Linked DNA regions of Anas platyrhynchos: region 2 is linked to region 1. A link is a contact called in public Hi-C data. All regions are on one chromosome and are shown on one strand. Each heading gives the region's core, a stretch centred on a gene start, on an enhancer-like site or on the middle of the called end of the contact. The rest is flanking DNA. Distances are from core to core; before and after follow the strand shown.

Region 1 (3,730 bases), core at 1,047-3,546:
GTTTCATTGTGTGAGTGCAGCCTCAGAGCGGTTTAGGCATTTTTCCAAGCTAGCACAGCCCGCCGCTGCGTGAGCCTGTGAGGGATGGGGCAGATTCATGTCACGGCATGCGATGTTGTGGCACTCGGCTGCAAACTCGCCGAGTACAATTGCAGTTGGCTCTCGTACAGCACTCTGGTCTGGGTGCTCTCATGCTTGCTGAGGCTTCCTAGTCACTGGTTTTAGTACAGATGAATAAACAAACAATCAGCAGCCACTGATAGCATCAGCATCTGTGTTTGTACCGATGGCAAACGAAACGATTCACGCAAGCTAACACAACAAAGCCGCGTCAGAGCTGGGGGCAGGCCGCCTGCCTCCCACCTGCCTTTCCCGGGGATCAGCTGGCTGCCTCCCCAGCACCTCGAGGGAGAAAACAGTTCTGTTCAGCTCAACAAATGCACCATGGCTTTGCCTCTTCCATATCGTACAGGCCTTGCAGCCAAAGGGTTAAAAAGAAGTGAGTGTGTTTGGCATGCTCTGTGGAGTGCCCGAAGTCTGAACATGAATGACCAAATTGCTTTTTACTTTTTAAATTAAGCCCTCTGTCTGTATGCATGCAGCTAGCACTGCTGTTCCATTAAAGAAAAGAATTTGTTCCCACTCCTGTTTTTAATAGGTAAGACCCTGCAGTTCCGTCTCACAACTTTACTGACACAAGATCTTATTAAAAGCAATCCTCCCCCTCTCCTCCTTGAAATCCGAGCTTCTGATAGCTTCATCCACATTGTGTTTATTTTATATACACAGCTCTGCAGCTGCTGCTTCCTTCTTCTCCGATAAATGACAGCGTAACTGTTGCATCCACTAAAAAAAAGTAAATAAAATTAAATGGGGAAGAACAATACATCTCTGGCAGAGAATAATAACTCTTTTAAGGCACGTATCTAAATTGTACAGCCTGATCTTAATTGTAAGGATAATTCTTTGTTATTTCAAGCAACTTGGAACAGGACAGAAAATGCACGCTCTTGGCAGTACATCCAGAAAGAATTCTTTGGAAACAATGGGGAGAATTCTCCTGAACTGAAAAGAGATTGAAGCGTCTTTATTAGGTTAATAGGGCTATACTCTGTGATGAGGGAAGAATGGAAGAATATGCTGCAATCTGTTGTCTGCTTGGTTTGGAAGCTTTTTCAGCGCAGACAATACTGGATGAGGCCGGGAGTGTTGGGTGCCAGCGTTAGCAGCGAGGCGTCCTGTGCCCAGCCACCTTGGGCGTCTGTGGCTCCCTCCTCAGGGGGACCACGAGCAGGAGCTTTTCCTCATCCTCCCCAGTCCGTGAGCCAGGCTGAGCCGCTGCTGGACTGGTGCCACTGATGTGTGGCCCCCCCTCTGGCCCTAGGCACTGCCTGTCTGGTGTCACAGCCGCCGTTTCACTGTCTGTGCTGTTGCTGATGAAGCCACCACCAACAGTGGAGGCCAGCAGCAGCATGGTGGTAGCTGCCAGTGCTGTTTAGCCGTGGCTGTGGGACTAGGATACAATTTCAGGTCTCTAGTCAGTCCTTAGACAAGCATCCTTCTGAATGTGCCCATGGTTTGTTGGAGAAGCTGGGAAACAATATTAACCAGAGGCAGAACAAAGCAAGTGTGAGTAACGTGAAATCAAACCACAGGAAAATATTTGCTGGAATCAATTCCTGCAGCAGAAGCTGGAATTGTTTTTGAGAATCGTTCAGCTCTTCCTGGAATAAGGGGAAGCTGTGCAGATGTGCAGTCTGCCATTCGGCAGCATGACCGGTTCACAGACTGCAGCAAGTCACTGGAGGGGAGCTAGGGACAGGAGACAGTCGGGTAGCTGGGGAAAAAAGAGGTCCAGTGATCTGATGGAGGGAAGGCTAAGAAATACTTCCAAACAATGAAGCACTGACCTTGGTGAGGAGACAGGAAAGGATGAAAGGATAAAGAAATAATCCAGGTGATGGCTTAAAAATGTAGATATCTTTTATTTAAAAGAAAGAAGAGAGAGAGATAGCTACAAAAGGTGGGAGGTGCATATCTGTTTTGAAAGCAGCTAAGAAAGACCTTGGGAAAGATCAAGCCAGGCCAAGCGCTGCAGCTCCGTGTGAGTAACAGCAGCTGACAGTCAGTCGAGGTGGAAGCCTTATCAAAAGGATGAAGGGATAATGGCTATACAAGGAACGAAAAAGGTTACTGAAACAGGTGAAGCAGCACCAGTGGGAGATCTCCCCTGGATCTCAGCTGGGAGATGGCTAGAGGAAGGGGTGAAGGAGGGCATGGGCTCAGCACACAGTGTGACTGTTCCCATGCCACAGCAGGATGCAGCCATTCTGCCTGCCCACTGGTAGAACAGCTCTGCCCTGCCTGCGGTGCCCTGCCCCACGTGTGGCAGCGCAGCCTGCACAGCTCCCTGCAAGGTGCCATGGGGCAGAGCTCAGCAGAGGGCCCCAAATGCTAGGAGGATAGATTCCAGCTGTGCTTGCTGCTCCCCGCGCAAAACCTGAGTGCTGAAGGCAATCTTAAGCCTCCTGTGTGTCACGTTTGCCGTGCGTTCAGCGGCAGTTTACCCTTGCACCTAAATAGATAGCAGCAAGTTGTTTACCATGGCCTCAGCCTGGTTTCTTGCCCTGCTTGCAGGGCACTCGCAGGGCTCAGTACTGCCCGGAGGCCTGACTGGGCAGGGGGTGGGGTAAATCTCAGCTTCCTGGAGAGGAGGAGGATGCTTGGGACCATGTTCACGTTCACGTACCTGCTGTGCAAGGCAGGCTGAGGCTGGCTGTGGGTTCCTATTCCAGAGTAGCCTCAGGGGTAAATAAAAGAGGCCACGTTCCCATGAGCGCTGGCCCTCGAACCAGCTACAGCGGGGAAAAGGGCAGCTCCTTGTCCTCAGCTAACCTGGGGAGAAGCATCTGAGATACCTGGGTGTCTCCCTGCCACTGTTTCAATATGGCAAAAGGAAAATGCTTGTCCCGTGTGCTGCCCGGACCTGCCCCTATACTTGCCTTTTTATCACAGTGCCTTAGAGAGCAAGTGGTCCCATTGCTGAGCGCTCCTCCTCGTTGTCCTGGGATTGAACATAGCAGAGTCTGCAGCCCAGCCCTGGGATTCAGAGTGGACTTAAGTAAAATGAGAGCTTGCATTCCCACAAAACATTTTTGAAGAGCTTGTCCTCTGCCCAGCTTGTCTGAAGCAGTGGCTGCGTCTTCCCAAGGCATGAGGACGCTCGTGCACATACACGCAGGGTGTGTTTGTTCTCTGGGTGAAGGCTGAGAGCACTGAGCTTAGAGCAGTTTGCTCTGTGGGGCTAGACCATTTTTTCTCTCCTCTGTTGCAGCCTGGCTGTGAGTAACAGCACCACGCTCTGCTCCCTTGTGCCACTGCCTGGCAAATTCCAGGCATGAACTGGGGGCAACATCTGACCTTTTGAAATTATCCATGAAGCACCAGACACAACTCGACAGGGGAGGCAGGAAGAATCTAAATCTGAAGGGGCACCCTCCTGTCCTGATGCTGCACTTTGGTAAGTGGCAGCAAGATCACTGCTGGGTCCGGGTTTGTCTTTTCACTGGGAGGAAGATTTTACGGTTCTTGGAGTGTCTGGCCTAGCAATTAGCATGCTGATGCTCCGTGCATATGCTGCAACTTGAGGCAGAGCACGAAGTCGCTTGACTGATATTAATGTAAGCTAGAGTTCATCATGAACTAATCATGCCACCAGAGATTTATCCTT
Region 2 (4,235 bases), core at 33-2,532, 53 kb before region 1:
ATTTCCTTACACGGGGTCACATCGTGACATCGGGGGAATTCGGCTTCAGAGCTGGCATCCCAAGGCTGCGCAGCGACTACTGGCTTGACTAAGTAGCTACCAGCAGTACCCAGGAAAGGCAGTTTGTTTCGGAAGGGTGAATTCCTGGGTGCTCAAATCACACACACAACTGCTTACACAAAGCATTAGTTATGCGTAGTTCGCTAACAAGATTTATGTGTGTGCTGTGCTGGAGGCAGGGAGGCTGAGCAACAACCGCTCGTCTCCGACAATGGCGACTCGTGCTGTAGGTTAGGCACTGGCAATTTGTCACAAAGGCTTGACAAGTTTAACAATGCATCAGGTAGATTTACTCTCACTTTGAGCTTAATGTTCCTCATTCTCTTATGTTCTAGAAATGATTGTTCGGCGAGGTCCGGAGGCTGGGAAGCCGGCTTAGAGGTGTAATGGGACTCACTCGTGGCTATCGTCGAATCTAAAATTGTTCCTTTGAATATTGTCTGCAGCCTTTAAGAGGCAGACTGTGAGACGTTAATGCCACCAAAGGGTTTTTCTTGGTAGAGAAGAATCTTCCTCTTGATATTCAGCAGTTTCTTTATGGGGTTGTTTGGTCTCTAGACATGAGAAAATCCTGGCAATTTTGATCATTTGAAGAGAATGAGTAATGCGTAGCGCCTAGTTACAGTGTGTCGCTCTTCAAATCCCTGATTATGCTTTATTTTCTATTATGTTGAATGGAGTGATTCTATTATGGACTATCATTTTCTCTTTTTACTGTGGTTTATTTCAAGGATTCCTGCTGGAGCCCTATCTACAGAACATTTCTAGATTACAATTGACTATCTAAGACTGTTTCAGGAATACTTAATGGGCCAACTCAAATTAGCCAATCTGAAGAAGTGAATTTTGGCCTTGAGAGCTATCTGAACGCATGCCATTCTGCAAGCAAAGGGAAAAGGCTGCCTGCTGTCAGGATTTCAGTAGGTGTCAGTGTGGATTTTAAGCTGGATGCTCAGCCTGCGTATTAAGGTTCTTTTCTCCGTGACTTATCGCAGTCCTGTGCTCAGTTATCAGCCCCTGGTTCAATTTGACCTCCTCCTTCTGCACTCTGCCGGGAGATTGCCGGTGATAGGTGGGCACTAACTTAGAGAACAGACCCAGGACAAGAAAAGGGTCTTAAGCCTCTACAAATCCATGACCCAAACATCCTGCCTGTGTAGCTGGGGGCTGTAACAGCGTCAAACATCTGGCCCAGGCACACGGGGAGATACTGCACAGCCGTCCCGGTGCAGCCCTCGGTGTCCTTATCTGGCAGGAAAGGCCAGGCTGGCTTGGGGAGATCAAAAGAGCTCCTCTCATCCAGCCCATCAGCACTTGGGCTGGCTCTGATTGCTGCTGAGAGCATGTCAAAGGTAAACACGAGAACAAATAGGCAAATAATGACCGAGAAGAAAGGTGGGCTGCCAGTGGGTGGCCGGCTGATCTTCAGAGCGTGATATCCAGGACCAGCCTTCACAGGGAGTGTTGTGACAGATGAGAGCAAACGCTGAGCAAGGCAGAAGGCAGCGAGGGGTCTGTTTATGGCAGGAGAGATAGGGCACAGCTGGTGGTGACGCCAGGGGATGAGATGGGGTGACCTAGAAGGTGCCGTGAGCTCCTGAGCTGGTCCTGTGGAGGGAAACGGAGGTGGGAGCTTAAAGCAGAGTAGGGAAGTGATGGCGACTTCTTTGAAACTCTCTGCAAAATGAAGTGTGATTGCTACTTCTTTCCAGATTTTGGGCAACGTTTCAGCACATTTCTCATTTGTTTGGCTTATCTGGCTCCAATTACTACGTTTCCAAAACTTCTGTGCTACATACGGTTAGGGAGTTTGGGGTTTATCGATGGGGCTGGACTCCTGAACACACGCTTCAAGCTACAGAATTATCTACTTTATTATATTCTTCCTCTGTAGCTTAAGGAAATTATAAAAACGAAAAAAAGCAAAATTATAGGCTGGAGGGATATCTTACCCCCCCAGGTCTTTTTTTTTTTTTTTTTTTTGCTAGTTATTAAATCTTGCAAAGGTTTTAATTTCATAAACTGAGATGGATACAGAAGTACTGACCCAATAAGCTGTCTTTCATGAACATTATTAAAATATCAAGGAATAATTTAATTTTCCCTCTGCATGGTTTTAGTTTTTCTTTCTTTAGCCTGGCCAGGGCTCTTTATATTAAGTCTCTTATAGAACAGCTTGTGTTGGGCTAGGGGGGGACAGCAGGGTCTGCATAAACCTCTGCAGCTCCACCTTATGGCTCTGCCCCATGAGAGGGCATCTGAACAGCAGCCTTGGTTCGTTTCCCTCTGCTCAGTGCTGGCCTGAGCTGCTCTGCATTTGTTGGCTGATGCCTTTTGCTCCAGAGATGGTGGATTTAGGTTCGGTTTTGGCACTGCATCACCTTTTTGGTATGGCTTCCACTGCGTCTGAAGCATGAGCTTGTTTGTTTGTTTATGTGCTCGGTTGAATGAAGATGAAGTGAAGTGCACGCTGATGGGATTTCCTGGTAGAGGATCCAAGTCAGAATTTTGTGGTGCTAAGCAGGGGGCAGTTAGAAAAAATAATAAAAATAAAAAAAGAAAGTTAGCCCTTATTTGATAGCAACCCACAGACCAATGTGAGTGCCCCTCTTACTATGAAAATATTCCAGTGCATTCCCCTGGTCGTGCTTTTGTTGGGAAGCAGCACTTCACAGAGCCTCGCTATGTGTACCTGTAAAATCTCTCCTGTTTGATGTTGGCACTTTTCTGAAGATGTGTTTTTTCCAACACGAGCCTGAGTCAGTAACAGACAGCTCAGAGGAAAGGGTGGGCTCCAGGAACAAATACGGCTTTCGTCTCCTCTCTTTGAGGGCTTGGGATCACAAAAAGAAATGTAACCTGGCTGGTCGGCGTGTTTCTGTTCTGTGTTCAAAAGTCTGATGCGGAGGAGACCAAGAGCTGGTAATCAGTACCGAGTTAATTCCTGCCTTCATTGTGGCTGCCTTGCGAACTTCAAAGAAGAAAAGCTACTCTCTTTACACCTACAAGCATAATTTCCAGAGCTGAAGCAGGGTAATTTTCACATGCAAATTCAAGAGGCGAGCCTGCCTTATCTGAGCAGGTGGACACGCTGTTTAATGGGACAATGGCACCGCGCCTTTACTTCCCAGGCGGAGAGCAAGGCAGCAGAAATAAAAGGCTTTCTTTTGCTGTTGTTTTAGAGGAAAAGATGGGTACCTTTACAAAAGGGGAAAATGCCACCCTGTGCTTTGTTTTTATGCTTTGAATTGAGTTGAATGCTGGAAAAAATAGAATTGAGTTTACCATCTAGAGCTTTATTTTACATTTCTCATAAGCTGTTGGAGGCATAATGAAGAATTCAAAGACTTGGCAAAAGAATGGGTCAGCTTTACAATTCCCCTTGTTCTCAGGCATTTGAAATACACAGATTTGTGGACATTAATCCCAACATTATTAATGTGGTGGGAAAAGGGGGGAGCAAACCTATAGTATTTACAGTTCTCGCTGTTTCCTTTTTTCATATTCTCATCAGGACAGTAACTTCTTCCATTTGTTGTTTCAAAAGCTGCCTCCTTAACATATCATAGAATGGCTCAGGTCGGAAGGGACCTTAAAGCCCATCTGCTTCCAACCCCTACCACGGGCAGGGATGCCACCCCCTGGATCAGGTTGCTCGGGACCCCATCCAGCCTTGGTATTGAACACTGTCAGCTTTGAATATTGTTTGTGTGTTTGTTTGTTGTTGTTGATTTTTTTTTTTTCTTTCTTAAGTTTGTCATCAACTGTAACGGAAGAATTATTTAGAGGAATGTTATTTAAAGCAGAGAGGAGTGAGTGCCAGGGTGATAGCTGCCAGGGTGATTTAGGATGGTTACTGTGCAAGCCTAGGTACCCCTATTAAATCATCTCAGAAACCACCTGAGAGTTTGAGGTGCTCCACCTCTGAGGAACCTTTAGTGAAAGAAGCCTTGAAGAAGGGAGGCTGGCAGAATTACCAAGGAGCTGAAGAGATAATGATGCCTGTGCTCCAAATCTCCCTCCCCTTCCTGAAGCAGCCTCTTGGAGTATTTGGGGTCTGGGTCTGAAAGGTTTGCTTGACACCATTTACAGATCAGCCCAGATGCCTTGCTGTTGTGAGTGACCTCTAGGGAACCTTCTGATGGACCCAATATGCTACATAACCTTTGGGTGGG

What was found. A called contact is a pair of places that touch in the nucleus more often than the background predicts.
Region 2: a Hi-C map of F5 follicle shows a contact between it and region 1, with 2.7 times the contacts expected there. The contact joins two enhancer-like sites. A contact is called at or near these places in 5 of 8 Hi-C or Micro-C datasets (F5 follicle, liver, skeletal muscle and 1 more).

What each region holds. Positions count from the first base shown.
Region 1 is chr11:20,814,832-20,818,561 of IASCAAS_PekinDuck_T2T, reverse strand. All of the region lies in intron 4 of LOC140003387 (a long non-coding RNA gene), which reads right to left. Among named protein-coding and RNA genes, the nearest start is that of ARRDC4, 17 kb to the left of the region's middle. Within about 2 kb of position 2,296, at least 1 of the 8 cell types and tissues checked has an H3K27ac peak or open chromatin away from gene starts, as enhancers often do.
Region 2 is chr11:20,866,613-20,870,847 of IASCAAS_PekinDuck_T2T, reverse strand. No RefSeq gene overlaps it. Among named protein-coding and RNA genes, the nearest start is that of ARRDC4, 35 kb to the right of the region's middle. Within about 2 kb of position 1,282, at least 5 of the 8 cell types and tissues checked have an H3K27ac peak or open chromatin away from gene starts, as enhancers often do.